Regions from separate parts of the Mus musculus genome. Here regions 1, 2, 3, 4, 5 and 7 are each linked to region 6. Evidence: chromatin contacts called from public HiChIP or PLAC-seq and promoter capture Hi-C data. All regions are on one chromosome and are shown on one strand. The core of a region is the stretch at or near the end of the contact, and the rest is flanking DNA. Distances in the headings are between cores, read along the strand shown.

The links. Promoter capture Hi-C pulls out the DNA fragments that hold promoters and counts their contacts. HiChIP or PLAC-seq counts read pairs in DNA pulled down with a chosen protein or histone mark.
Region 1: a contact with region 6 is called in a FOXA1 HiChIP or PLAC-seq map of pancreatic cancer cells. The contact joins the enhancer-like site here to the promoter of Relt in region 6. A contact is called at or near these places in 10 of 39 promoter capture datasets (the 3T3-L1 cell line, 3T3-L1-derived adipocytes, HPC-7-derived erythroid cells and 6 more), 3 of 484 Hi-C or Micro-C datasets (cortical neurons, myocytes and palatal mesenchyme), 5 of 115 datasets of contacts at active chromatin or transcription factors (bone marrow-derived macrophages, embryonic basal ganglia, memory CD8 T cells and 2 more) and 1 of 9 other capture datasets (liver).
Region 2: a contact with region 6 is called in a promoter capture Hi-C map of embryonic stem cells, with 3 times the contacts expected there. The contact joins the promoter of Arap1 here to the promoter of Relt in region 6. A contact is called at or near these places in 5 of 39 promoter capture datasets (the C10 cell line, the HPC-7 cell line and embryonic stem cells), 1 of 484 Hi-C or Micro-C datasets (granulocyte-monocyte progenitors), 5 of 115 datasets of contacts at active chromatin or transcription factors (acute myeloid leukemia, bone marrow-derived dendritic cells, large pre-B cells and 2 more) and 1 of 9 other capture datasets (liver).
Region 3: a promoter capture Hi-C map of stem cell-derived epiblast-like cells shows a contact between it and region 6, with 3 times the contacts expected there. The contact joins the promoter of Stard10 here to the promoter of Relt in region 6. A contact is called at or near these places in 8 of 39 promoter capture datasets (the C10 cell line, epiblast stem cells, erythroid cells and 4 more), 2 of 484 Hi-C or Micro-C datasets (B cells and embryonic stem cells), 10 of 115 datasets of contacts at active chromatin or transcription factors (astrocytes, bone marrow-derived macrophages, effector CD8 T cells and 6 more) and 1 of 9 other capture datasets (adipose tissue).
Region 4: a promoter capture Hi-C map of hippocampal neurons shows a contact between it and region 6, with 3 times the contacts expected there. The contact joins the enhancer-like site here to the promoter of Relt in region 6. A contact is called at or near these places in 10 of 39 promoter capture datasets (the 3T3-L1 cell line, embryonic stem cells, hippocampal neurons and 4 more), 3 of 484 Hi-C or Micro-C datasets (B cells, the N1E-115 cell line and nephron progenitors), 14 of 115 datasets of contacts at active chromatin or transcription factors (acute myeloid leukemia, bone marrow-derived dendritic cells, bone marrow-derived macrophages and 10 more) and 4 of 9 other capture datasets (adipose tissue, embryonic stem cells, liver and 1 more).
Region 5: a promoter capture Hi-C map of pre-B cells shows a contact between it and region 6, with 4 times the contacts expected there. The contact joins the promoter of Ucp2 here to the promoter of Relt in region 6. A contact is called at or near these places in 9 of 39 promoter capture datasets (the C10 cell line, the HPC-7 cell line, the SN4741 cell line and 5 more), 3 of 484 Hi-C or Micro-C datasets (CD8 T cells and natural killer cells), 27 of 115 datasets of contacts at active chromatin or transcription factors (the 230-238 cell line, the HPC-7 cell line, T-cell acute lymphoblastic leukemia and 22 more) and 3 of 9 other capture datasets (adipose tissue, liver and pancreatic islet).
Region 7: a contact with region 6 is called in a promoter capture Hi-C map of pre-B cells, with 3 times the contacts expected there. The contact joins the promoter of Ppme1 here to the promoter of Relt in region 6. A contact is called at or near these places in 6 of 39 promoter capture datasets (the 3T3-L1 cell line, the C10 cell line, hematopoietic stem and progenitor cells and 2 more), 1 of 484 Hi-C or Micro-C datasets (CD4 T cells), 2 of 115 datasets of contacts at active chromatin or transcription factors (fetal liver and memory CD8 T cells) and 1 of 9 other capture datasets (adipose tissue).

The regions. Positions count from the first base shown.
Region 1 is chr7:100,429,842-100,433,778 of GRCm38.p6, reverse strand. C2cd3 (C2 calcium-dependent domain containing 3) reads right to left here. Exons shown (of 33, transcript NM_001017985.3): 21 at 3,461-3,729; 22 at 2,953-3,042; 23 at 1,206-1,808. Among named protein-coding and RNA genes, the nearest start is that of Gm10603, 38 kb to the left of the region's middle. Within about 2 kb of position 2,473, at least 77 of the 459 cell types and tissues checked have an H3K27ac peak or open chromatin away from gene starts, as enhancers often do. A contact at or near this core is called in bone marrow-derived macrophages, hematopoietic stem and progenitor cells, neural stem cells and 2 more, where this site is marked.
Region 2 is chr7:101,346,333-101,350,097 of GRCm38.p6, reverse strand. It overlaps Arap1 (ArfGAP with RhoGAP domain, ankyrin repeat and PH domain 1), which reads right to left and starts at 2,029. Exons shown (of 34, transcript NM_001040111.1): 1 at 1,899-2,029. Gm35219 (a long non-coding RNA gene) reads left to right here. Exons shown (of 5, transcript XR_003946844.1): 3 at 1-2,251; 4 at 2,360-2,456; 5 at 2,538-3,177. Stard10 (START domain containing 10) reads right to left here. Exons shown (of 7, transcript NM_019990.5): 7 at 3,472-3,765.
Region 3 is chr7:101,319,416-101,323,112 of GRCm38.p6, reverse strand. Stard10 (START domain containing 10) reads right to left here and starts at 2,000. Exons shown (of 7, transcript NM_019990.5): 1 at 1,761-2,000; 2 at 1,080-1,399. The coding sequence starts at 1,286.
Region 4 is chr7:101,295,455-101,299,450 of GRCm38.p6, reverse strand. It overlaps Atg16l2 (autophagy related 16-like 2 (S. cerevisiae)), which reads left to right. Exons shown (of 18, transcript NM_001111111.1): 3 at 343-445; 4 at 2,218-2,291; 5 at 2,443-2,694; 6 at 2,878-2,943; 7 at 3,217-3,330. Among named protein-coding and RNA genes, the nearest start is that of Atg16l2, 4.6 kb to the left of the region's middle. Within about 2 kb of position 2,575, at least 69 of the 459 cell types and tissues checked have an H3K27ac peak or open chromatin away from gene starts, as enhancers often do. A contact at or near this core is called in forebrain, hippocampal neurons and pancreatic islet, where this site is marked.
Region 5 is chr7:100,490,712-100,494,820 of GRCm38.p6, reverse strand. Ucp2 (uncoupling protein 2 (mitochondrial, proton carrier)) reads right to left here and starts at 1,463. Exons shown (of 8, transcript NM_011671.5): 1 at 1,356-1,463; 2 at 446-607.
Region 6 is chr7:100,861,361-100,864,986 of GRCm38.p6, reverse strand. It overlaps Relt (RELT tumor necrosis factor receptor), which reads left to right and starts at 1,574. Exons shown (of 11, transcript NM_177073.6): 1 at 1,574-1,693.
Region 7 is chr7:100,370,312-100,374,182 of GRCm38.p6, reverse strand. It overlaps Ppme1 (protein phosphatase methylesterase 1), which reads left to right and starts at 2,287. Exons shown (of 14, transcript NM_028292.2): 1 at 2,287-2,460. The coding sequence starts at 2,360. It overlaps C2cd3 (C2 calcium-dependent domain containing 3), which reads right to left and starts at 1,950. Exons shown (of 33, transcript NM_001017985.3): 1 at 1,687-1,950. The coding sequence starts at 1,741.

The DNA of each region.
Region 1 (3,937 bases), core at 1,224-3,723, 430 kb after region 6:
GTGATACATGAGCCAACAAAAACACTTGGTTGGCGCCCTTCAATTCATTATAGTCACTAGACTCACTTTCTAGACAGCAAAGCTCTGACTTCTCATTCCAGAACCTATTATACGAACCTTCCACAGTTCTTGGAAGAAAGACCAAATACTTTTGCTTTGATGGAACTAGTACTCTGGGCCACTGTCCTGGCTTTATCGCAGTGCTTTGTAAACCTGTGCACCCTGACCAGATCATGTGGTTTACAGCATCTGCAATACACCTAACTACTTCATGCCTCTGTGTTCGCACACTTGTTCTTCCTGTCTGGGTGTGGTGGCGCACGCCTTTAATCCCAGCACTCTGGAGGCAGAGTCGGGTGGATGAGGTCAGCCTTAGTCTACAAAGTGAGTTCCAGGACAGCCAGGGCTACACAGAGAGACCCTGACTCAAACAAAAGCAAAAAACTTTTCTTTTCTCCTTTCCCTTGTTTCCCCCTAAATCCTTTGAAACTATCACTTCAGATGAGATTGTCCTTTAGTCAACCTCAAGTGCCATGATGAATGAATGGCACAGTCCAGTGCCCCACCGAGAACATCCTCTGTTTTAGTTCTTATGCTTCACATTGACTGTTCACAGCTGTATTCCATTAGATTAGAATATAGACACAGTCAGGCTAGGAATGAATTCTTTCTCTTATCTGATTCCCAGGGCCAAGTGCATGCCTTAAACACCAAATGAGTGTAACAGGAGTAAGCAGTGCGCTCTGCCTGTAAAACCTCACTTTTCCTTTCTGCCTCTGAACCAGTTTAGTAGCGTGTAGTTTCTTTATTTCAGCACTGGGCCAGGGTAGGGGGGAAGCTGAGATGTAGAGAGGCTATGTTTTCTCTCTGAAGACTGATTCTTCCCTTTCCCCACAGGGATCCCAGGATGGTGTGCCCTGTTATTTTACCAGCTCTAAGAGGTGCTCACCAGGAAAGATGAATGTCCTGAGAAGCACCAGGGAAAAGACTATCCGTGGAAGGCGTTCTTCCCAACGCACCCTCAGTGATCACACAGGCTCTGACACACCTGTCAGAGTGAGTCAAGGAGATTCACCCAAGCTCACTGTGCACACATTAACTAAGTGCTACAACACCTTAGGAACCACATTACATGTACAAATCCGATGCATTTATGTACAGAGAAGGTGCTCAAACAGAGCTAACCCTGAGTTAGCTTCACTCACCACTGATAGTCAGTGTCCTTGGAGATTTTTCCCCAAGTCTGGACAGGTCTACATAGGCTGAGCCAATCCAGCTGTCAGTCTGGTGTGGCCTCTCTAAATTGTCGTTGCCATAGGCTCGCCACACTTGGATCTCTAACTTCTCTTCCCTGAAGTACCAAAGCAGGGACTGGCTCCTAGTGACTTCTGCTCTTTTGGATGCCTTGAAAGTAATCAGGACCTGGTTTTTGTTTGTAGACTCCTTAGGTTTCCTGAGAGGAGTCCAAAAGGCTTCTTGATTGTACAGCTTGTAGCGAAGGTAGCAATATGTATTCTTATGAATGTTCATATGACCAGCAAGCAGCACACAGTGGATAGGAAGCCAGAGCCTTGGGGTAGAGATGGTGACAGTGGCTGGCACCTCTTCTTCTTTCTTGACAAGATCCTTTGGGATGCTCTCAAAGCTCCAGCCCAGCAGCTCAGCAGCTTCCAGTACCCTCTCTCTATCTCCCGGATGTGCGAAGGAAACAGAAAGCTCCAAGCCTCCTACAATCTTCTGCATCAAGTCCAGGTCCTGAGGCAGGCCTTTGTCTTCTGGTAAAATGACAGGATACCATCCTGTGATCCCTTATGGGGAAAAGGAAAGAGCTTCAATCACTGTCTCCAAAGAGAAAACACACCGCCTCTTTACATCTGATTCCCCACTACCCTGGCCCAGTGCTGAATAGAAAACACCCATGCCGGGAAGTGGTGGCTCACGCCGTTAATCCCAGTACTTGGGAGGCAGAGGCAGGCAGATTTCTGAGTTCGAGGCCAGCCTGGACTATAGAGTGAGTTCCAGGACAGCCAGGGCTACACAGAGAAACCCTGCCTCAAAAAAAACAAAAAACAAAAAACCCAAACAAACAAACAACAACAACAAAAACAACAAAGAAAAAGAAAGAAAGAAAGAAAGAAAGAAAGAAAGGAAGAAAGAAAGAAAGAAAACATACCCACGCTGGGTTGGGAGCCTGCGTTCCTCTGACCACTGAGACCCAGTGAGATTAGACAGGAAGGACAAGGCTAGAAATTGGAAGATTTGAGTTCTTTCCTTGGTTTAGACTCCAAACTAGTGGTTTGTTCTGGATAAGTCATTAATCTCCCATAGTGATCTTATTTACTCAAGTTGGTCGATTGCTAAATGAAACAATGGCTGAGGAAGTGCTTTGAAGGGAAGTGCTATAGAATCTGAAACACTGCCCTGGTATTGTGAGTGCAAAGGAAAGGGAATGGAGCAAGAAGCTGTATCCTGGGCCCAGTGCCAGGCCGGGCCTGTTTGTTCAGGCCTCTACGCAGTTATCTTTATTCTACTGTAGTGGAGAACAGAGAGGCAAAGGAATGGGTAAATGATGACTACACTGCAAATTGTGAAAACGCAAACGCAATAGCAATGTGGTTCTGGCCAATTAGCTTCTTTGAGATCATCTGGTCTGCCAAATGGAAACAGTGCTTCTTTATCCTGCTGGAAGTTTACTGTAAGGTCAAACAAAGCCCAAGGAACGATGTTACATCATGCCATATATGCAGAAGTACTGCTACTGTCTTCTCAACATGGCACCAGTTTTCCTAAAGTAGGGTGAGTATGACCTCTGACATTGGGACAGTTTTTACCATGCCTGAGAGAACTGTGAGGTACCTGGGTGAGTTCATAGCATGTGTTAGGGGACAGAATTCCTTGTGTATTTTGCAATGGGAGCTAGACAGGATTACCTCATCATGACAACATCCTTACCAGATCTTTTGACCAGCAGATCTTTCGTTGGAACCTTTACTATTCCAAGCAGATAATCCTTGCACGACTGGATACTGGTTATATCACTGACTGTTGAGTGAAGCAAAAATGAGGAGTTACTGGTGGGCACTGAGGCCTCTCTGTTTACAGTAGACTCCTAGAACATTTCAGCTCTACACATATATCAGGGCTGAGACAATGCATTAGGGATTCTCCTGTTCCCATGCTAGTCAGAGTCTGAAGGTCTTTCAGGCTGTTAATCACACCTTCCTTTTGCAGGCACACGGGAAAGTGCACAAACCTCCTGAGCACAGAACCACTCTCACTCACACTCATGCACTAACATCTGAACACTCTTTCATGAACATGTCACGTCTTACTTTTGCTCTGGCCTTTGGAAGTTGTAAAGATTATAACTCCTACTTCTCAAGTTTTCAAGTATTGCCTAGGAAGGAATATGCCATCCGAAAGAGAGCCTTATGTCGTTCTGAAGGCATTTGCTGCTTACCTGATTTGGTATTTTCATGATAGATAGCAAAAATAATTTCTGCAAACTCCAACAGCTCTGCCAGGAAGCAGGCTTCTCCACTACAGTGCTGAGTCACCAGGTTACACGGGAACTCAATGTGGTGGGAGAACTCAGGGCAGAAGGAGCAGGCCACAGGGCGGGTTTGGCGCTGCTCCCCCTTGGGCAGAAATGAGAGATGGGCGGTGACAGAAGCATTGACTCCAACGGTGGCGCTAAACTGTAAAGCGGGTTCCTGCTCAGCCAACGCCCTGTAGGGGACAAAAGGAGATGAGAAGAAGTTACCCCGACACATTAGAAATCTGCTTGCGTGCCCAGGAATTATCTCTGCTAGTCCCACACCATCCTGAGCATGCTTAGCAACAGCTCTCTATCGAGGCTTTTGGCAGTGCCGTAATGTGCTTTCTTAGCAACCTAGATCTGACTGCACATTTACATGGACGTTCAGGGGGTAAAAAG
Region 2 (3,765 bases), core at 780-3,279, 480 kb before region 6:
AGGCAGGCCCAGAGCCCAGGGCCTGCCTCCCCTCCCCCTCCCCTAGGAACAGAGGCCACTTGTTTGGGCATTGGCGGCTGGCTTTGAGCTCAGCCAAGAGAGTGGAGTGGGGAGGGAGAAGCCCTAGAGAATATTAGAGACAGAGGTCCTAGGCCTGGATCACCACTAGCCAGTGCTAGGCTCTCCGGCTCCCCTTTCCTTCACTCTGACTCTGGGCAGGATTCACACTGGCCTGACTCTTGGTCTGTCCTTGGAACACAATGGCAGGCTAATCATCCCACCCTCGGATGTGGAAAGGGGACTCTGAAAAGGACGGAGTGTGGCAAAGTCAGACAGGGCTTGGTAGCAGTGCTAGAACTCCAGATGCCCATACCCCATCTTCATAGACGTCCATAGAAACCTGCCCTGAGCCTTGCCATTACCCGGAACTGACAACCAGGCTGGAAGGCACTGCAACTTGCAGCCCACATCTGAACCCTGAAGTCTCACAGAACACGGGGACTTGGATGAGGAGGAAACTTGGTGGGGAACACCTTTGCCCAGAAACTGACTCTCCTCTGCATGGTGGGGACCAAATAAGGAGGCCTGAACGTCCAAATGAAACCTGGGGCGTCGGGGCCATCACCTCCTCACAGCCAGCAGTAGCCTGCCTGGGACATCTCACTTGTACCCTATTCCAGTGAGCAAACGGTCACTGGGGAGCAGGGTCCCCAGGCCGGGGTCTAAATAAACTTTAGCCAGGTATAAATCCCAAGGATGGGTTCTCTGCACATCCTCCCTTGCCACCCCTTACAGCCACACCCACATCCCTTGCCTCTCCTCCGGAAGGTTATCAGTATCCCTGCTGTGCGGCACAAGCTCTGCCCTCACCTTGCAGCCAGTCTTAGCAAACAGCCACTTAACTACCAAGGCTCATCCAGGCATCCTCTCCTCCCCAGGTCTGCACCTGTCCACGCCTGTCTCTGGGTTCTGCTGAATTTCTTCTACCCTATAATGACGCTGCTAGGAGCCTAGGCTTCCCTTAGCAGGACAGTCACAACTTTCCAAGTACAGGTTATCAGGGTCCCCTGGACCCAACAGTAGTCAAATCCTTACCTGAGCATCCCCAAGTCTAACCCTGAATCCCGAACCCCCAGTCTAGGCATTAGGGAAGCTTTCCCTAAGACACTGAATTTAGAGAAACATAAGTCAGACAACCTGGCTCCTAATCACCCAGCACCCAAATCTACCCACGGAGATCTGTGTCCAAACACCTACCCGCCTCCTCCCCAAAAGCCCCCATCCCCCGCTGCACTGCAAACCTGCTCTAAGCCCATCCACCCATTCCCAGCCTGACCCCATTCAACGAACACACCCCTTCTTTCCTGGCAACTGGGCCAGGTAAGCTCTAGAGAAACCATGCCCCCATTAACTGGTGGGGAATTGAGGTGCGGAGGACGGAAGTAGCTTGCCCAAGGTTACCAACACCTCAGGTCCAGGGCTAAAGTCCTAAAGCTTTGCGAGGCTGTACCAAAGCCTCAGGTCCACGGCTAAAGTCCTAAAGCTTTGCGAGGCTGTAAGAATGTCCGGGGTAGACTAGGTAGAAGTCTTCATTTCTCAAGTGGGAAAGCCAAGCTGCCTGACGCTACTGGCTCCGGAGCCTGCAAGCCCTAAAGCAGAAGAGCTGACGGCTGAAAGCTGGTGTCCACCAGCTCACTTTCTCTGTCCCTACGAGTCTGGCTAGATGACTTCACCTCCAGAGGCGACCCCACTTCACTTCATCCCCAGGCAAGAGCGCGCACCAGATGACCCCGGGAAAATTGAGCGGGTGGGGGTGGGGGGCTCACCATTCCCTTCTGAGGAATGGGGGCAGTGCAAGCCACAACTGGCGATTGGGAGGTCCCAGCAACCTCACTGACCTGTTTTGAGCGAAGAGAACTCCACGAGGTGGGACTCGGGGTCCCGGTACCGTCTGTCACACGCGGCCGCAGCCAACTCGCGGCAGCGGTCCGGGCGCGCCCACCTCGCTCGGCGCTTCCGCCCGCCCCACGTGACACCGGGGGACGTGAGGGCGGGGAACGGGCAGGGAGCCGGCCGGTCCCGCCCCCAGCCTAGTCCGGATCTTCAATACCCTAGGCAGACCGGACCGCCGGGTTTGTGTCTCTCCTTTATCCTTAGCTTGCTAAGGCTTTGAGGCTCATGTCTAGTCTATCCTGTCCCTGCTGAGACTCCACGGATCCTTGAGTCTCCATGCCTCGACACCCCTGTTCTGGTGAGTCTATCCTCTGGGAGAGGACACACACACAACCATTGGAGGCGGGACAACCACCTTCCCTGGGAGTCCTGTGCACCATTCTTAGTACTCTGCTTCTGTCCCCAGGACTGCATCTCCCTGCAGAAGGCGCTGGGAAAGGCCCACCAGAGTCTGGCAGCTTCTCACCTCCTCCCCAGAGAGATGAAATCCCTAGACTTGGCAGGTATTTCTGGATCCTGAGGCTAGCCTCTGGGACCAGCCAAACCAGGGGCCTTAATTTAGCTGGGCTTCCATTTTTCCATAGGAACAGTGGGCATATTTGGAAGAACAGTCATCAGCAGGGTGGGTCAAGGGGCTTTTGCCCTGAAAGGAGGAAGATGCCCTTTAATCAGAGCCTATTACATGCCTGGTCCAGTGGTGAACAATTTGTTCTGATTAATTAAAAAAAAAAAAAAACTCACACTTGCATAAGGGTAAAAATTATCACCCTAGGTTATAGGTTAGGAAATGAGAGTCTGACATTCTCAGGGTGTTCTCAAAGCCATTATGGGCAGACCTAGGGCTGGATGTTCCAGGTGACAGGGTCCTGTCCAGGCCTCTCCACAGAAACTGTTCTCTGGGAAACACTTGACTGTTAGCCCAGTAAGGTTTTCCACTGGCAGGGCTTTCCAGGAGAGGTGAATAGGGTCAGATCTTGAGTTCTTTCCAGACCCCAAGTTCTTGTGGTGCCAAAAATACCAGAGAAAAGCAGGGCCTAAGACTAACTCTGGGACTCGGCATCCCTTGGACAGCAGAGGCAGCCCAGGCTTCCCTCTAGATCTCAGAGCAGCTAGGCATAAGTGAGGGTTGACACTTGGTCAGGGGACCTCACGATTCCTGTGACCAGCCTAAGGTCTTTAACACTAAGTGCAGTGGAAGTGTCTTCACCAGTACCCACCCCTCCCCCTCCTCCAGTACCCACCCCTCCCCCTCCTCCAGTACCCACACCTCTCCCTCCTCCAGTACACACCCCTCCCCCTCCTCCAGTACCCACCCCCTCCCTCCTCCAGTACCCACACCTCCCCCTCCTCCAGTACCCACACCTCTCCCTCTTCCAGTCCATACCCCCCTCCCTCCTCCAGTACCCACCTCTCTCTCTCCTCCAGTTCACACTGCCTCAACTCAGTTCTGAGGCCTTCAGCCCTAGTCTTTGACCTGTGAGTCCCTCCCCTTCTTTCTGTGATGACAGGAGCCAGTCAGAGTATGCCAGATCAACTGTTTAAAGCTAGCTTGGACCAGAAGTCCATCACACAGTAGAAGCCTGACCTCAGGTTAGACCAGCTCCTCTTAAGAGCCCTGAAAAAATGAGCAAACCACCTTTGTGACCAGAAAAATGAATGTGCAAATGAACGAAAAGAAAGGAACCACAGGAAAGGAGGGGGCAACAAGCTCCACCCTACGTTACAAGACGCCTATAGGGACAGCAGTCCTGTGAACAATAAGAGTATTAAGGAAAATAACTGTAGAACAGAGCAGCGTGGGGCTGAGCAGAT
Region 3 (3,697 bases), core at 751-3,250, 460 kb before region 6:
GGAAACGCAGAAAGAGTCAGTTAGCAAGGGCAGACGGAGACAGACACAGAGGGCAAAGGGACAGCAGGAAGAGCAAGCCAGTTGTGTGTGTGTGGGGGGGGGGGGCAGGTGGATAAAGCTATAAATGATTAGGGCAAGGCAAAAAGAAGCATAGGGCCAGAGGAAAAAGGCCAGCACCTCAGGCTCTGGTATAAAGGTCCTAGACAGAAGGGACCCTGTTAAGACAGTCCAGTGCCCTGGACCCTAAGAATAGGAATGCATCCGTGACAGATCCAGAGCAGCAGGAGGGTGCAAGGGAATGGCCTTCCAAGAGCTCTCTAAGGGGAAGTTCACACCCTGCAATGTGGCACTCACAACCAAACCACACGTGTAACAAACAGCTACTGAGACCCCCTAGACCAGAATCTCTGCCTCCATCAAACCCCAAGCTACCCTGCCATGACAGAGAGAAGAGAATCATGGGGCAGGGAGGAGGGGGATGGCAGTGAGGGGCTGATGAGTACGTATCTGCCTTCTGAGCTGGTTTCCCTTGACACTAAGACCCTGCCTCCTCTAGTGCACCCCCAGGGTGGCTCAGGGCAAGACAGCAGTCAGGAGCTGCCAGCCACAGTCCTAAAGGCCTGCTGCAGGCTCAGAGCCTGATAGAGCCACTGGGCAGGGACAGAGAGGACTAGAGGAATTGAGAAGGAAGGAATCTCATCCTCTGCACCCAAGAGTGCAGAAAGTAGAGCAGAAGACCCATCGCGGGCTAGAGAACCCCGGGTGAAGGAGGAAGTGGGCCGTTCACCTACCTAGTGGGTCAAACTAAGGGTCCAAGCAGAAGCTACTCTGAAAGACAGACCTTTGAGAGACACTATTCCCCTAAGTGTACCTGGCCATCACCCATCTCCCAAACACACAGGCATGCCTAGGTTAGAACCCGGGTCATATGGCCCATGTGTGTCCTCTGGTTTATATTAGGAGACTCTGAGCTCACATGCACCCCTCTATGGGTCCCTGGTCTGAGTATGGGCGAGGAGATTCCTGTGAGAGACAGTTCGGGAGGAGTGGAGGCTGCAGGTACCACAGGGCAATCCTACCTTGATCTTGTGCAGAGTTCGATCCATCTCCACAGCCTGCACCCACACAGACACGCCGGCCTTGCTGTAGGTCAGGTTCCAGCCCACCTCGGCCTCACACTCTGACCGGAAACTGCGGAAGTCCTGGTCATCGGGCACCTGGACACTTTCACGGCCCAAGGCGGGCCGAGACCCTTGGGGTTCTGTTGAGGCAGCTGGCTTTTCCATAGGGAGCGTGGGGAGGCCCGGGGCCCTGGTCCTAGTCCGACTCTCCTGGGTCCTCCGCGGAGGCTCAGACAACGTCGACGCGGCTGCAGATGCTGACGCCACCTTCCTGGGACCTGCAAGACCGGTTTGGGGACCAGAGTCAGTGCGCTGGGGGCGCGGGTGGGGCTAGCCGGGGTCCCGGACCAGCGGACAGCTTGAAAAGGGCAGGTACTGGCCCCAGGCGGTTGTGCACCGGCACAGGACAGTCACTTGGGCCACCCTCCCACAAGGAGCGACCTCATACTTCCCTGGAGCGGCAGTAGGATTGCTGCGTAGCGGGTGCAGGAGCCCGCGAGAGCCGGGCGGGACTCTGGGGGATCGCAAGTGCGGGTCTGGCACGGAGTCCTCGCGCGGTGCTGGCCGGACTCGCACAACTAACTCAGCAGCAAGCCGCGCGGGGCCGTGGTGGGGGCGGGTGTGGTGGCGGAGTCTCACCTGTGCGGGCTTCTCTGCCGGGGCCCGCCGGGGCCGGTGTGCGAGCTCTTCCGCCGCCGCCGCTGCCTCCGCTGCCCGGGCGACCGGGGGCCGCGCGGGGACCCTGGGGGGAGGAGCAGTGGGTCCCGCCGCCGGCCCCGCCCCGCTCCGCGCCCCCCGCCCCGCGCGCCCCCTCCGCCCTCCTCCCTCCCGCTAGGCTCGGGGCTCCCGGGCTCCGCTCGCCTCGCTCGGTATTTTCCAGGCTGCGGAGGTAAGAACTGCGGGAGCACCGAGCCCCGCCCCGCCCCGCCCCGCCGGGTCCTAGCGCCCGCCCCCGTAAGCCCCGGGGAAGGGGCAAAGTCCGGGGAGAGATGTAGACTATCAGAGGACCGGGGACCTGTGAGCAGGAACCACATAGCGAAGTAACAAAGTAGCCTGGGCTCTCAGAGTAAGGTTGAGGTGCCAAGAGAGATTCTGGAAGTTAACTGAGAGCCTCTTCTCTACTCTTCGCTCCCACCCTTGCAGGTACACGCTTCTGCAACAGCTTATTCACACACACAACACTTCAGAGATTCAAGGGTGGGCACACACCCTCATGACAATTGAAAGACTAACTAGCAGGAATAGGGATGACAGCCCCTCAGTAACTAAATTAGAAATGGCGACAGCCTGCAAGCCCCAAGAACCAAGAGCATAACAAGCCTCCTCCACACACCCAACTCAATTTTCCAGTAGGGTGTGCAAACCCAGCCGGAAGTTGATCCGACTTTAAAGGCTCAAGGTTCAAAGGCTGGCCAGAATTTGGCAAAATTTCCACTTCAGCCTCACTCTGGCCAGAGAGAGGTCCTGAGCCAGCAACCTCTTACATCCCTATTTGGCAGCTTCCAAACCCACCCCTCTTTAGCTCTCAGCCATTTACCCACACCTCCCCTAGGCGAAGACCAGTTCTCAAAAGCACAGGGCTGCAGAACACTGGAGCACAGGCCCCCTCCACCCCTCTGTAGAATAGAGTGGACCAGAGCTCTACTCTGTAGCCTGATGTAAATTCTGTCCACTAACTCTTCTGCCTACTCTTCCATTCTGGGAGCCCTGTCCCATCTACCCAGTGAAAGCTAGGGCCAGGCCAGTATGAGCATGGCAGTCTTGTCACTGTCTGGGCCAGAGACGAGCAGGGAAAGCCTTTGGTGTGCTCCTCTGGATATTAGGAGCAATAAGTGACTACCACTGACCTAGTAGTACCAGAGTCTGCTAATGGCTATTCCCACCAGTGCCAGAGTACCAAGCCTCTGCCACCCAGGCTCCTTCTGTGCCCTCTGCATTCTCCCCCTGGTCCCTCAGAAGTCACCTCTTATCTCCACCATGTAGATTTCTTTTCTTACAGGTGTTAAAAGAAAACCGCAGACTCAGCACTGTAGGTTCACAAATAGATGTGCTTTTTTTTTTTTTTCCCTGAAGTGCTCAGGGCTCTGAGATCTTTGTAAATCATGCCCACTTTTAAAATAAGCAGGAAACTGGATGTGGTAGCACAGACCTATAATCCCAGCTACTCAGGAGACTGGGGAGGAAGACCCAAAGTTTAAGGCTTTCCCTGGGCTGCATATTCCGTTCAAAACCAGCACAGGCAACAAAGTAAGACTTTGCCCCCCCACCCCAAAATGTTTTTAAAGGCTGCCGGGCAGTGGTGGCACACACCTTTAATCCCAGCACATGGGAGGCAGAGGCAGGTGGATTTCTGAGTTTGAGGCCAGCCTGGTCTACAGAGTGAGTTCCAGGATAGTTAGGGAGGCTGTAACTTTGTGGTAGAGCCCTAGGTTTAATCATTGGTAAATAAAAAAATAAAAAATAAGTCAGGGGCAAACAGGTAGCCATGATGGGTGTTCTACAAAGTGGCCCTGAAAGGTGTTCTACAAAGTAAGTCTTCTAAAACAAAACAAAACTGCAGGTCCCCATCAGTCCTG
Region 4 (3,996 bases), core at 1,326-3,825, 430 kb before region 6:
AGCCCTAAGCTATTTTTAACAGGTTCTCGTTCTGTAGCCCAGGCTGTCCTTGATCGCTGAATACCGTTTTAGCCCCATGAGTTCTGGGAAAACAAGCAAGTGCCATTGTGCTAACAGGTGCTTCTTGAGTGTCACTGATGGGGATCCAAGGTCTGGACCATCATAGAGCAGAGAGGTCATGGGTAGCTTATTATTTCTGAGACTACTTGTTCTCTGGTTGGCTCCCAACTACCCCAAGAGAAAGCGAATGGCTTCTCAAGCTTTTATGGGGGGGACTCTTAGGGAATACTTTGGGCACCAGGGTGAGCGGAGGGGCCATGAATTCTTCTTATTGGTTGTCAGGGAGGAGGTCTCAGGGACAGGCCCTGACCAAGTCTCATCACCAGCCTCTCTGAGGGTGAAGTGGCAGCAGGAGAAGAAGGGGCTGCAGCTGGTCTGTGGTGAGGTAAGCAGGGTCCGGTCTGAGAATGTTGGGGTAAGGGAGAGATGGTCCCCAGAAGGCAGACAGTGAGTGGTAATGTTTTTGCTGCATTATCTCAGTCAGTCCTCCATGATGTTATAGCTGCAGAGGAGTATACTAGGGCTTAGAGATGTGGACCCTGGACTTGAACCTTTACCCACACAAATCTACTTTCAGGGATTCTTCATTCACTCCTTTAACAACTATTTACTAACAATCCAAAGAACAGGGAGTGTGGCCATAAACAAGACCTGGTCCTGTGGGTTTCCATGGAGACTGTGATGAGCCAGTAATCACAAGTCATTATAGCATGCCTCCTCACCTGCCCAACACAAGGTGGGAGCGGGTTATGAAGACATTTGAGGGCCTCTCCCCAGTGTGCTATGTGGTTATAGTTTGACAGTGGTGTGACATTATTACAAACAGATGATATCATGTAACCATCCTGATATTGCAGTGTTTGTTTACAAGATCGTTTTCTTGATACCTCTTTTTCATCACACTGGAACATCTTCAATCCTTGGCAACCACTAATCTGTTTCTACCGCTATCTATCATTTGAACTTTGAAAGCAAGTGACAAGGGAGGGGGATGGAGATGGCAACTGGCTTTCTTAGTGATGAAAATGATAAATGAGCTGGAGTGGTAAAGGCAGATGTCTGTGAATTCAAAAGCCAACCTGATCTACAAAGTGAGTTTCAGGATAGCCAGGGCTACACCTGGCTGCACAGGTTCCCCCTCTCCAGGCCTCTTACATGAGGAGTTGTGTCAAGGTAGGTGAGCAGCCCTGGCTTGCTCCTCAGGCCCTGAGGAGAAAGAATTGGGAACAAGTTAGTAGGAAGAGTAGCCCCCTCAGCAGCCCGCCCCCAGGCTGGCTGCCAGCAGTTTCTGAGCCACAGGTGTTTGTCCTGGTCTCCACACTGGAGGGCACAGCTTTGCCCTGGGATTTGTTCCTCACCAGGGCAAGGCTGTGCCCATGGATGAGGCTGCATCCCTGTAGCCTTCTCAGTTCTTAGCTGTCAGCTGAAGGGATGCTGAGATCTCCTCAACCCAGGGCTCTAGGACTGAGTCTGGCTCCTGCTCTCCCGTGGTCTTGTTCTAAGTCTTGTGTGTTTCTCTTCTGAGGGCCGCCTGCATAGGCCAGTGGTAGGGGATGGGCTAGGAAGCCAGATGTTGGGAGATGGGAACTAGAACTCACATCCCTTGCAGCCCCTGAGTACACCATTACTTTACATGGAGCTTAATGTAATTAGGTGGCCTGGGTTCAAGTAATCAGGTCTGCCACTTAGCCGTGTAACTTTTTTTCCGGCTACCTCGTGTGTAAAATGAAAATGAAAATGGAAGTGCTTCCTTTAGTGCTGTGGAGGCCGGGTCAGTGTGTGTAGAGTGCTTGGGGCAAAGCATGACAAGTGCCAGCTAATAGTCTGCCATTATTGTAGACTCCTAATAGTAGGTTCTGGCTTACCTTGTGATTAGGAAAGCGCTTCCCTGCCATTTTACAGGTATCAAAATGGAACAGATTCCTCCTGCTGCAGGTTAAATATCTACTGCAGGTGCACCGAGAAAATAAAGGACATCGCTAGTACTGACTCTAGAGCCCTCGGTCTGAGAATTATCCCACGAAGGCAGGGCATCTTTATGCAAGATCCAAACTTATCTCAGCCTGGACTTCCTTGTCAGGAACCGGGCAACGAGGTGGTGGCTGGCTAGGTTCACCCTGCAAAAGTGCCCATGCCACCACCACCTGTCCTCCCCAGATGGCCTACCAGGTGGTGAAGAAGAGCGCAGCCCTAGACACCCTGCAGTCACAGCTGGAGGAGCGGCAGGACAGGTGAGATGAGGATCGGACTTGGTCTCTACCCCTGCAAGGGAATGGGAAGGACCCCCTAGAGCTTTCCTCTGGTCCCCAAGCAATCCCTAGACCTGTGTGTGGTTCAGCGTTAGAGGACCCACAAAGACACCAGCTGATGTTTACTCTGCAGGTTGGAAGCCCTGCAGGCCTGCGTGGTGCAGCTACAGGAGGCGCGGGCTCAGCAGTCCCGGCAGCTGGAGGAACGGCAAGCGGAGAACGCAGCACAGAGAGAAGCCTATGAGACGCTGCTCCAGCAAGCTGTGCACCAGGAGGCGGCACTGCGCAGGCTCCAGGAAGAGGCACGCGACTTGCTGGAGCAGCTTGTGCAGCGTAAGGCGCGCGCCGCCGCTGAGCGCAATCTACGTAATGAGCGTAGAGAGAGGTGAAAACTCTGGGCCACGCCCCTGGGGAGGCAATCTGGACTCGCGTGGTTAAAAGGTGTAGGGAGGAGGGCGAGTGTGGGGGAGGTAAGGGTCTCTCACTGATCAGAAGGATCGGCATAGGCTGTGGTGCCCCATCTGCGAAGCACCTCCTTCAGCCTTTAGGATGCTTTTCTCTCTGCCAGGGCCAACCAGGCTCTGGTGTCCCAGGAGCTGAAGAAAGCGGCTAAGCGGACTGTGAGCATCAGCGAGTAAGAATGGGGAGGGGACAGGGATGACTCTAGTATTGGGGAGCTTCCCTAGGATGTGTGCATGACCCACAGTCTACTCATACCCTACTCCGGCTGGCTACAGGTACACCAGGTGCCTGTGTGCACAGGTCAGGTCACTAGACACGTGTAGAGATAATGTGTGGTCACAAAAGCCAATACTTAGCAGCTAGCGTTTATCACCTGTTCTTTAGTGCTGCGGCAGGGAGGGACGGGCTTCCCCTTTGGTCTTCTTGAGCTGCTTCTCTCTCCCAGGATCCCAAACACTCTAGAAGATGGGACGAAAGAAGAGACTGTGGCTCTAGCTCCTGCCGCTCTGCCTGAGTTCTCAGAGAGTGAGACTTGTGAAAAATGGAAGAGGCCTTTCAGGTGAGCATTCAGTTATTCCCACCTGAGCTGGCTCCCCACCCAGGAGGCTGTCCACATCTTCCAGGATCAGATTTTGGAAAGGCCTGTGTACATGCCAGTACAGGTCTGACCTCCAGTGCCATGAGGCAGTGTTACCCTATTCTCTACTTCCAAGAACCAGTGCCCTTGAGGGTGAGCTATGAGTCTTATAAAAGGGTATCACTGGTAGGAAAGTTAACAAGCCCCTGGGACACTCAGGTGTCCTAGGTTTGCGTGTGTGAGCACGGGAGTGTATGTGTATGTCCACACAGGGGCATAAGCATGTGTGCACACTTAGGGAACATACCTGAGTATGAGCCTGTGTCAAAGTGTGTTCACACTTGAGACCAGATGGGAGCTTGACTCTTTGGCTGCCTCTCTGCTGGCCTCAAACTCAGTGTGTAGTCAAGGGTGACCTTGAGCCCCTGGTCTTCCTTTTACCTCCCAATAGCTGGAATTACAGGCACGTGCCAGCTTTTGTGGCTTCCACTACATCTTGATTGGCCTGTCCTTGGGCTGCCCCTCCTTTCCTTTTTGTGAGCCTGAAGGCTCTTTTCCAGAAGACTTCCCTCCAGGCACCCATGTCCCTGGGACAGTGAATAAAACAGGAGCATCATGAAATGCTGGTTCCCCAAATTCCTGGCAATC
Region 5 (4,109 bases), core at 214-2,713, 370 kb after region 6:
GGGACACAGATGGTAGGAGGCCTGAGTTGTCTTCTGACCTTCATGTGCGTGCCACAGCACCCGTGTGCCTTTACATAAACGTGCATGCACACACATGCACACGTGAGCACACACGTGAGCACACATACACACCACATACACACACACCATAACACACACACACACACACACACACACACACACACACACACCATAAGCTTCTGCCCCAGCTCTGCTGTTGACTGCCAAGGCCACCTGGAACCAGTCCCCACCCCACTCAGGTTCTCCCCTTATACACTGGGGTCCGCCATCTTTACGGGCCAGAAGGTGATCAGGGATGAAGAAGGGGATTGCTGAGCTGTGAAGAGGCTCTCATCAGGGTGGGAGGAGGGGAATTTTTATTGTCTTGCTGAGCAGCCCTAGGCCCCAGGCCTGAGAGAAGGCTTCCTTAGCCGGGACTCCTTACCTGGAGGCTGCTTTGAGGTCTCAGGCTGAGGCCTCCAAGGTCAAGCTTCTCTAAAGGTGTCTCGTTCTTCAAAGCTGCCGGTGGCTACCATGGCCCGATCCCCTCGATTTTCCATAGAAAATGGCTGGGAGACGAAACACTTAAAGTTCATACTATTGTGTCCTGTGGGGGAGAGGAAGGAAGCCAAGTTTAGAAAGGAAGATTGTCTTTGCAGGACCACCGCCCTGCAAGGAAGGGTCATCTGTCACACAAGTCCTTTCAGACAGCCTTGCTGGGAGGGACCCATGCAAGGCTCAGTTCTCACTCAGAGCAGCCAGGGTCTAGGGGAAGAACTCAGGAGTCTTTACTCCCACACGTTGGCTCACTTCCAAATTTGTTTCTCAGACAGTTATGTAGACAGGCAGCTGTGCTGTGCCTGGGGGATACAGTCACAAAACTGTTGAGTGGAGCATTATATCTATTTGTGTTGAATCAGGATAAGGCAGGTCCAGTCTCCCTGTGTCCCTACTTCCACCTCCGGCAGGCAGCCACATAAGATAGTGTAACAAAGGCCAAACAAACTCCAAGGCTCCTCCAGGCACAAACAACCCTTGATACAAGAACAGGCTTTAGGGCACATGGCCCAGAGCCTCCTGGTGACAGTCATTCTGATCTTCGCTGACGTGAAAGCCCCTTCCCCCACCCCGCCCGGGTCAGGCTGGGAACATCGAGGCTGAGGGGAAGAAGTAAAGAGATGAAGGTTTTAACCTTCGACCAACTGGACGTCAGAGGCAAATAACAAAGGGCGTATTTAGGAGGAAAGAAACCTAGAGAGGGCAAATTAGGACTCCAGGGAAGGGAAAAGAAAGAGAAAAGACAGATGGAGTGGGAGAGAGCAGGTGCGGCCAGCGAAGGGATGGGGCACGCTCACCGGACCGCAGGAGAACACAGGAGTGCAGAAGGCTGTGTCCGACGGCGGGAGAGTGGTGGCTGCCCAGGAAGCTGGCGACCCGACGACACCGAGGGCGGAACTGACAGTAGCTGCGAACCCGCGCCTACAGAACTTAAGTCTAGAGGGCGTGGTCGGGGCGTGGCGTGACGAGGCGGAGCCAGGGCGGCCCACGCCCCCGGGTGAGGAGGCGTTTCCATCTGTGGTTGCCTGAAACCCCTAGGTCCCCCCAGAGGCTCCAGTCTCAGATCTTCCCCTTCTATTCCCGGGGCAGACAATCTCTTTGTGAGGACAGGCAGACTGACTGGCCAGCTGCTCTGGATCGCGACCCCTTACCCCTTCAAGTCTCCCCTCCCCCTCCCTGCAAGGCACCTGGGGACCGGGCGGAGCGCGGGCTTCGGGGACCGGAACAAACCCGGGTGTGGTGACGGGGCAAGGCTGGCGTTCCCGCCTTCTGCCGCTCCCAGTCAGGTCCCGGGGGACACTGGCACCTAACGGCTGGAGTGGGGCGAGAACACCTGGCCTCCCCTCCCCTCTGCACCGAGTGCAGCCAGGCTGGCGCCCCGCAAGGAAGAGGGCAGGGCAGAGCCTCGCCTGTTGCACTCCAGCCCAGCGAGGACAAACTCAGCAGGTGGACGGGACCTCAGCGAGATAATGGCCACGTAGGAGTGGGGGACGTGAAAGCAATACTTGGGCCCTGTGTCGGGGACTAACGTGCATTGTGGGGGTAGGAAGCAGGTCTCAATTTGCCTCAATTTGTGTTCAAGCTTTGGTACTCTCCGTCGGTTTCTTCTTTTGTTTTTATCCTCCTTAGCCCCGGAGTTTTAAGAGATTAGATCAGGGCGTGGAACCCTTTTTGCTTGCCTAGGAATTAGGCGCCCAAGAGCAGGAAGCCGGGGACCAGGGGTCCGAATATACTATAATAGAAGCTCAAGTAGGTTTGGGCTGCTGTGGAAAGTGCAGTGGGAGGAGGGGGCTGGGTGAACGTTTGTGGAAAGCAATTACTATGCATCAGGTAGGCGGCGCAGGCACCTAACGATAATCTTTCCAGGTCATCATTAACCATTATTTTCCAGAACAAGAAAGTGTGAGAGGCCCCAGACCTTAATAGGACCCCAGACCTTAGCACATCTGACTCCATGATGGAAGTACCATTCAACTGTAAAACTCAGCACACAGACAGAACCATCAATGTCCATCGTTCTGGAAAAATCTCTAAATGTACTGATCTTACCTTTTGGCTTCTGTGGTTCCACTACTGGCTAACTTGTTTTGTTAGCTGAAGTATGTCACCCTAAAACATGGGTTTTGTGCTTAAAAACGTACCCAGGAAAGGATCCTGAACACCCAGTGTGGCTTTATTAGCCAGCTGGCTTACTTTAAACAAGACTAGATAAAATAAACCTTCACTATCAAGTGGCAAAACCCCATAGCTGGTGGGTGGATAGTGATCCCAACATAGCTGGTGGTGATCTTACAAAGCTGACAGTACTCTACTCTGCCCATTGCTCACTCGCAATGCACCCAATAAACCACTCTTTTAAAAAATTGGTGAAGGGGCTGGTGAGATGGCTCCGTGGGTAAGAGCACTGATTGCTCTTTCGAAGGTCCTGAGTTCAAATCCCAGCAACCACATGGTGGCTCACAACCATCCAGAATGAGAGCTGACACCCTCTTCTGGTGTTTCTACAGTGTACTTATATATAGTTATAAATAAATTTTTGGACTCGGAGCGAGTGGAGCCGGAGTAAGCAGAGGTCCTGAGTTCAGTTCCCAGCAACCATGTGATAGCTCACAACCATCTGTACAGCTACACTGTACTCATATACATAAAATAAATAAATCTTTTTTAAAAATTGGTCAAATAAGAATTAAAAGATGTGGGGCTAGAGACAGCTCAATGGTTAAGAGCACTGACTGCTTTTCCACAATCATCTGTAATGGGATTTGATGCCCTCTTCTGGTGTGTCAGAAGAGAGTAGCAGTATACTCACATATATAAAATAAATAAATCTAAAAAAAAGAATTAAAAGATGCATTTTCTCATAGATGAATGTGTGAATTATTATGGGGATGGCTAAAACTCTATTCAGTATACTACACTGCATATACCACTACTGAAAAATAACTTATAAATTATTTAATATAATGTAATATTTAAAAGAAATAATAATAATTGTAATTATTATTTTCTGAGACAGGGTTTCTCTGTGTGACAGCTCTGGCCGTCCTGGAACTCCCTCTGTAGACCAGGCTGAAACCTTGAACTCACAGAAATCCACCTGCTTCTTCCTCCCGAGTGCTGACATGAAAGGTATGTGCTGCCACTGAACTGTATTGTTTGTAGATTTATATTGATAAAACTCTTGATTTAAAAAAAAATGGAGAAGTAGCAAATGTAATTCAAATAGCAAATGAATTGTTAGACTTTGGATAAATGTAAATGCAGAGAGGTGCTAGAGTGATGGCTTTGTGGGCCAGAGAGCTTACTTTGCCATAATGAGAATCCAAGTTAGAGTTCCCAGTGCCTGTATACATAGCTAGGCGTGGGTCACCGGTGTGCTTATAAGCCCAGTACAGGGGACGAGAGCTGGCTGGCCAGCAGAGCGAGCTGAAACCACATGAATTTGTATTAACACTGTCAAAAAAAAAAAAAAAAAAGCCAATGGTTCAGTTTGCAGCTCTCCGCAGTAGGTCCAGCATCTCATCCGTATGCATTTACTGCATTGATACTTT
Region 6 (3,626 bases), core at 325-2,824:
CTGACCTTTCCTTTCCTTTCCTTTCCTTTCCTTTCCTTTCCTTTCCTTTCCTTTCCTTTCCTTTCCTTTCCTTTCCTTTCTGTGGCTCAAATTCTATGACTTAATTTGTTTACCAGCCCACCCATTCCCAACAGACATATTTACTTCCTCAACCTCTTCCGTGAGCTGTGATTATCCTGATTCCAGCCAGGCCTCTGTCTCCCGCACTGGGCTCCTCTGTGCTGTCCGAGTTTCATCTCATCCTGCTCTCCTGGCCACCTTAGATTCTTTGAATGATGCTGGGGGAGTGGGAAGGTAACGGAAGAGAAGGCTGTGGGAGCTGAGATGTGCTACTGCTAGTGCCACCGCACCACTACTGCTACTACCACCGCACCATACCACACACGGGCCCAGTTTATAACCATTGCAAGAGTGCAATGGTTACTTACTGCCTGGCTTCTACAACGATGTCTCATAGTGTTGGTCACTCTTTTTGTGTTTGCTTGCTTGTGAAACAATGTCTCCATATGTAGCCCAGGCTGGCTTGGAACTCAGGAGCTTCCTGCCTCTGCCTCCCAAATCCTGGCCTCCCAGTCCGTTACTTCTCCTGTCCTCCACTGGACACTGCGATGGCTGGCATTGGTGATAGAAGAGTGGGACCGCTGGTGTTAGGGGAGAGGATTGTCATTGTCATACCTACTTGGGGGAGGAACCAGCTACCCTGAAGGAAGGGGTATTTAGGCCAGGTTCCAAAGGAATTCACCAGGTGAGCATTCCTTATAGTCTCTCTTATTAGCTAGGTGGGGGATTCTAGAAACCAGCTTGGGTCTCATCCAAGACACTGAGGGTGCTCTTACCCACAACCAATTCCAAAGACTATTCCCAGGCAGTGGCAGCTGTGGCCCTAGTTACACAGGCAATGGTGACAGGATCTGAGTAGCATTCATGTCTCAAGCACCTTTTCGCTGCATCACACAAGCCCAGATTTCTTGGTTCGGAGCACACACACACACACACACACACACACACACACGCCCGCACGCGCGCGCGCACACACACACACACACCACACACACACACACACACACACACACGCCCGCACGCGCGCGCACACACACACACACACACACCACACATACACACACACACACACACACACACACACACACACACACACACACACGGCCGCGCCTCCCTGATGCGCCCCAAGGGATGCATGCGCACACACACACACACACACACCACACATACACACACACACACACACACACACACACACACACACACACACACACACACACACACACACACACACACACACACACACACACACACACACACACACACACACACACACACACACGGCCGCGCCTCCCTGATGCGCCCCAAGGGATGCATCTGAAGAACATCCTAGTCGTAGCCCCTGCAGTTCCTAGGAGGCTCAAGAGGTGGCGATGCGGAGCAGCGTGGCCTGGCGGGAGAATCGTGAGCCCTTGGCCCGCAGAGGGGCTCGGGGTTAGGGGCCGCAAGTCGGAGCTCTGACGTCGGGGGCGGGGCCAGAAGCCGTGACGCGAGGGGAGGGGCCGCGCAGCTTCCCGGCCAGGCCGGCGATTCATTCAAAAGGCGCGCAGGCTGCGCGGCCGGCCCCGAGCGCTCGCCTAGCGGGGCCCCGGCGCCGCGTCGGACGCTGAGCGAAGCTGGTGCTGCGGGCCAGGTAAGGAGGGTGCGCACGGCCCTCAGCCCCGCTCCGCTGCTCCGAGGAAGTTCTCCTGAGCGGCGGATGCGTCAGCCCCGCTCTCCTGCCCAGTCCCGTCCCATCCTGGTGCTGTCTACGCGTCCCGGAGCCCCCGGGCTGCGCGTCCTCCCGGCACCGCGCGCGGCGCAGTCTGTCAGAAGGTGCGCGAGAGGAAGCAGCGGAACTTGGCGTGCAAGGGGTCGGGGGAGCCCGGGAAACTTGGACTGACACCAAAGGCCGGCTGCGGGACGGGACGGCGGCGCCTCGGTGCGGCTGCAGCGCGGGGCGGCCGGGAAGGGGGGGGGTGTTCTGAACGGTGTCAGCCAGTGACTGTGGGTGACACGGCGCATGAGGCGGCCTGGCCCGGGCGAACGTGTGGCTGGGACACTGGGCGGTGACGCCGAGCCTAGCGGGCGACACAGAGGGGCTCTGTGTGTGAGGCAGGCAGAGTGTGTGTGATTGTGTATGTGAGAGACCCCAGGTCACTGGGGTCACTGTGTGTGGCCGGCCTGTAGTGTGACCCGGGCTAGTTGTGAGTATAAGGTAGAACAGAGGAACCCTAAATAACTTAAGCAAGCCCTGAATCACGGGGTCATAGGGTGCATGTGGGACGGGGTGGGGGGGGAGGGAGGAGAGAGAGAGAGAGAGAGAGAGAGAGAGAGAGAGAGAGAGAGAGAGAGAGAGACTGTCTGCCTGCCTGCCTGCCTAGGATAGAGTAAGACAAGGAGGAACCTGACACCTTCCAGTGTTTGAGGGGCCAAGGAAGATCAGGAGTCTAGGGAATAAAGATCTCTCTCCAAGACACCCTTAGAGTTCAGTTTAGTGAGTTTGCACGCAGACATGACCTAGCAGAGGAAGCCAGAATTGGGTGGGCTAGCCCCTCTGGCACAGAGAAGACCTGAGGTGGTCTCAGTCTCCACTCCACTCCACGCTCACACACACACACACACACACACACACACACACACACACACACTGAAGTCCCCAACATCTAGCAAGGCACTGTGTATTCTGTTTTGTGATCAGATCTACCCCTGCTAAGCCTCAGTCTCCCAGTCTGCAGAGAGGTGTGAATAGCCTGTGAATCATCACTTTGGGATCCTCTATTGTTTTTGGGTCAGTCTTCTCCATTCTCCTCTCCCCTCCAGACAGAAAGACTGCAGTGGGGGTGGGGGCAGGCGTCTGCTTGTGACACAATGGAGTGGTCCAAGGTTCCCATGTGTTGGTGAACAGTTGGAAACAGTCTTGCTCACAGTTGGTCAAGAAGATGTCAGGCTCCCACTCAAAAGCCACTGGCCCTTTAGATACTGAAACCTCAATCCAAAGACACTTCTCTACCCAGGTCTCCTTTTTCAGCCCCCTGGTTGGAAAGAGAGGGAATATTTGTTCTCCGGCAATGAATGGTCTGTTCTGATCTGGTCTTGGAGTTCTTGCTTGGTCTCTGGAAAAGGCCATTCTGAGACTCCTGCTCCCACAAGAGGGGCAGTGCCTCAATTTATGTAGAATGGGTGGCATCTGGGCTCCCTAGCTCCAGAGGTGGCAGTAGCGATGGGGTACCACATCTGATAGAAGTAGTATGTGGAGGGTCTGTTTTTGGTGACCCTCTGGAAGGGGGGCTTGACATTGGGGTGGGGGACAGTGACAGGCTTTCCTTTAAACACTTCATAATGTGCTGTTTTGTTGAATCCTTACAGCGGTTCTAAGATGTGGTGACTCTTAGAGGAACTGAGGCCCAGAGAACCACAGTGGCTTGTCCAAGGTCACATAGACTCAGGACAGTGCCAGGACTGGGATTCAAGCCTGCCTGTGAGGTGCTTGGAGAGGATCACCACTTTCCTGGTAGTTGCTCTTGGCATATCTGAGCTCCCATCTATCAGACTTGGGCTGGCAGGCCTGGTAGGCCTGGCACAGG
Region 7 (3,871 bases), core at 1,038-3,537, 490 kb after region 6:
TCTTTCTTTTTTTTTTTTTTTCTTTTTTTTAGACATCTTACTAGGTAATCCTGGCTTGTCTGGAATTCACTTACTTAAAACTGCCTGGCCTCAAACTCGCAGAGATCCACCTGCCTCTTCCTCCTGAGAGCTGGGATAAGGTCTATATACCCTATATATTCTTTGAATGAAAAATAAAACTCAGTGTCGACAGAGAAGGCTTTTCCTAACAGAACTGAGAAGTAACTAGAAAAACAGGCCATAAAATAACCTACCTGGTCACTTATGTTAATCCAAACTTTTCTTTAATTGAAAGATATTATTTGAAAAGCATAAAGACAATAAAACCAGTGGACAGATTTTAAAATCTCCGTAGTTGGAAGTTTTGTTTAATACTGTTGTAAATCCATAGTTGACCACAGTTAAGATACGTTATCGTGGGAGAGGGACTCTGTGAGGTCGGTAGAGGGGGCAGCAACTGGGATGTAAAATGAATAAATAAAATAATGGAGAAGATACATTATTCTTAACCTCACTCTTTTTTTGTTCTGTTTGTTTGTTTTGAGACAGGGATCCTCAGTGTAACCCGCTCTGGCTGGCCTAGATTTGATTTGTAGACCAGGCTGGCCTTGAACTCACAAAGATCTGCCTGCCTCTGCCTCCCAAGTACTGGGCTTAAAGGCTAGCCCACCACAGCAGGCTCTTTATCTCACTCTTAAATTGTCTTTGCTGTCAAGACCATACAGTCAAGGACAGAGACTAACATTTTTAGGTTTGCTGCTACCTTTGGTTCTGGGTTCAAAATGTTAACGTCAAATCTTACTAGAGTTCAGAAAGGTGATGAATAATATGTAAATGAAGCGATCAGTTACAACTCTGGCTTTCCTTTCAGTCAGTACCTTTTCTGAAAGATTTAGAGAAGACTTAAAAACAAAACAAACAAACAAACAAACAAAACAAAAAAAACCAAGAGTTTTTCTGCAGGCGGATCAAGTTCAAGGCCAGCCTGGGGTTCATAGGGCCCCCTTATAGGAGCTGGATAACTAAGAGGATTTAAGTTGGATTCAAGTCATTCTAAGTGAGGAGCAGTCCATATATGCACATATGTTTCCATTTCAACGAATTATCCCTGCGCTTTATGGTAGATCTTTTTCTTCATGCTACAGGACACAAACTGTTTTAGTTGAAAAAACTCCTTGTATTGATTCCTGATGAGATCTCAGTATATTCTTATGAAGCGCAATCGCTTCCCAAGGAAAAAATCAGAGAAGTAGAAGGGTATATATATATATAAGTGGTTTTATTTGCTTTTTGAGTAAGCTTGGGTTACAGGTTTCACGATGTCCTCTATCACACACCCTTTCACCATCTAAGGTTTTTCCGGACAGAGTTATGTCCCTTCCCCCTACTCCGAATACCTCTAACACACATACGTGTATCCCTGTCGTAAAAAGAGCACGTTTAATTTTGTTGTTCTCCTATCCGTATCTATTAATCCTCACTTGCCTCATTTATCGACCCTCAGGCGCTACTTCCTTTCCATTCTTTAAAAAAAAAAAAAATTCTCTTAACTTTCTGGTTCCCTAGTTAGTCTCTCTTCCGTCCTCTTTTGTTTTGTTTTGTTTTGTTTAACCGGAGCGGGTGGAAGTCTCCTTAGAATTCTTTAGCCCTTTTATGCTTTTCTCAACCTTAAAGAAATAAAGTTACCTCTCTTTTTGCGCCCACGGCCGCCCCCAGGCCCTTGGCCTTTCCGTTGTTTCATCCCGAGCCTGGGCCCTTCGTCACAAATTCAACGCAGGTGCCAGCTCCTAAGCTGTACGCTCCCGCCATCCCTTCCCACGGCGCCTGCGTTCCCCGGCAACGGGCGCCGCTGGGAAGCCTGGGACGCAGGAAGAAACACTCTTTCACCAACAGTTCCCGGAAAGCGGTGCCAAAAGAAGGCGCCAATTAGAGCCCCTGCAAATGGACTACAACACCCATGATGCTTTGCTTCCCTACCTTGGCCAAGTTGGACCAGGGCACCTGCATCTGCGCAAGCGCAAATTGATACACTATTTGAGGACTTCATTGTCCAGCATGCATTGCCTTCAAGAGGTCTCTTCCTGCTAGGGTTGTCGAGTTCTCTGATAGGAGTCTGAGAGATCCGCAGACTCCGTTACCCAGTTTCCTTTGTGCGAAGGCTGTTGCGCACTTCCGGTGGAAGCGCTGCGGCGAGGGGGCGGGGCTTACTGAGCCAGTGGGCGGTAGGCGGCGCTGCCGGTGGCTGGTTGCTGTCCAAAGGCGACTGGGCGTCGTTAGAGGAGAGAGCTGTGACCGGTTGTACTGCACGTATCGTGGGACGGACCTTGGGCCACTGTTGTCGACGTGCGGCCTCCCTTTGATGTCGGCCCTTGAAAAAAGCATGCACCTCGGCCGCCTACCTTCTCGCCCTCCTCTACCCGGCAGCGGGGGCAGTCAGAGCGGAGCCAAGATGCGGATGGGGTACGTGACTTGTACCACTCTCCCAGGAGACCAGGCCCAGGCCATTGGAGATTGGTGTCTGGGCATTCAGAGTGCCACGGGAAGGGACGCTGTGAATTGGAGGAAATGCTGGCCTTGGCCTGGAGGTGTTTAGATAGAGTAGAAGGTAGATTTGGGGACTAGGTGAGGCGCTAAGGGAGTAGTCCACTGGAGGACTGATAACATTGTTGGAGAAGGGGAATAAGGACAAGGTTGAGAAAATGAAAGGATAATCTAAGGGATGACGGGAATCAACTCTAGAAGTGATGAGTCTGGGAGAAAGAGTGAATCAGTGAGATGAGGAGAAATCTGGCATCGTTGAGGGGAATAGGGAATGACTGAGAGAAAAGTTGACGGGTTTGGGGAATCAAGTAAGTGAGCCAGGAGTAAGAAGGTTTTTACCTGAGGGTTATAGAAAACATCTGAGGCAAAGACTAGGGAGTAGAAGGTTCTAGAGAAAGTTTCCAGAAGTGTAAGAGTCAAGTTCAGAGAATGAGGGGGTGAATCAGAAAACTTGGAGAATAGGCCTAAGGAAAGACAGAGAACATGGCTAGGGGACTGTTATCAAGGGAGTGAGCCCAGAGGCTAGGGAAATAGGGGGGGTGTGATGAGGAAGACAGCTGAGTTTGGAACAGTGACCACTGATATCCCAGAGACTGAGAAATAATTTCGAGTAGGATTTGTTAAATGGAAGCACTGGAGAGGTAAAATCTGAAAACCAAAGAAGATTTTGTCAATTGTTTTGTTTTGCCAAGCAAATGGGACCTGAGGGAAACTATCTATTGGTCTAAGAATTAGACTTAGTGAAGCACTGGGAGTAACCACTTAACAATAAAATGGGAGTAAATGGTTTGCTGGAAAGGGAGTAGGGCTTGAGTGTGTGTGTGTGCTTATGTGTGTGGGTTAGAAACATTTATTAATTTTTGTGGTGTTGAGGCTGGAACCCAGAACTAGATAAATGCCACATCACTGAGCTACACTCCCAATATAAAAGCTGAGCTAATGAAAGAAACTTTAGAAATTTAGATCCCTGACAGGCTGTGTCATTTATAGTTATAGGATGCTTGCCTGCTGGAGAAATCGTGATAGTTGAACATCCTAGTAAGAGCTGCTGGAAGGCAGAGAGAACTGGATAGTCATTGGGCTATTTGGAGGACTACTGATGGTAAAGAGAAAAGAGACCTATGTTGGATTTGGGATTGGAGAGAGAAGCTGGTAGATATATTTCAAGAATTTCCACAGACTGACCAAAAGGCAAGAAAAGATGTATGCAGTTCTGTGAAGACTGAGTATAGGAGATGAGAGAGAGTCCTGCTATTAAAATGATTGGTAAAATCTGAATCCAAGAGGTTATGATCTATAATAGAAAAAAATTGACTGAGGAGGCATAATA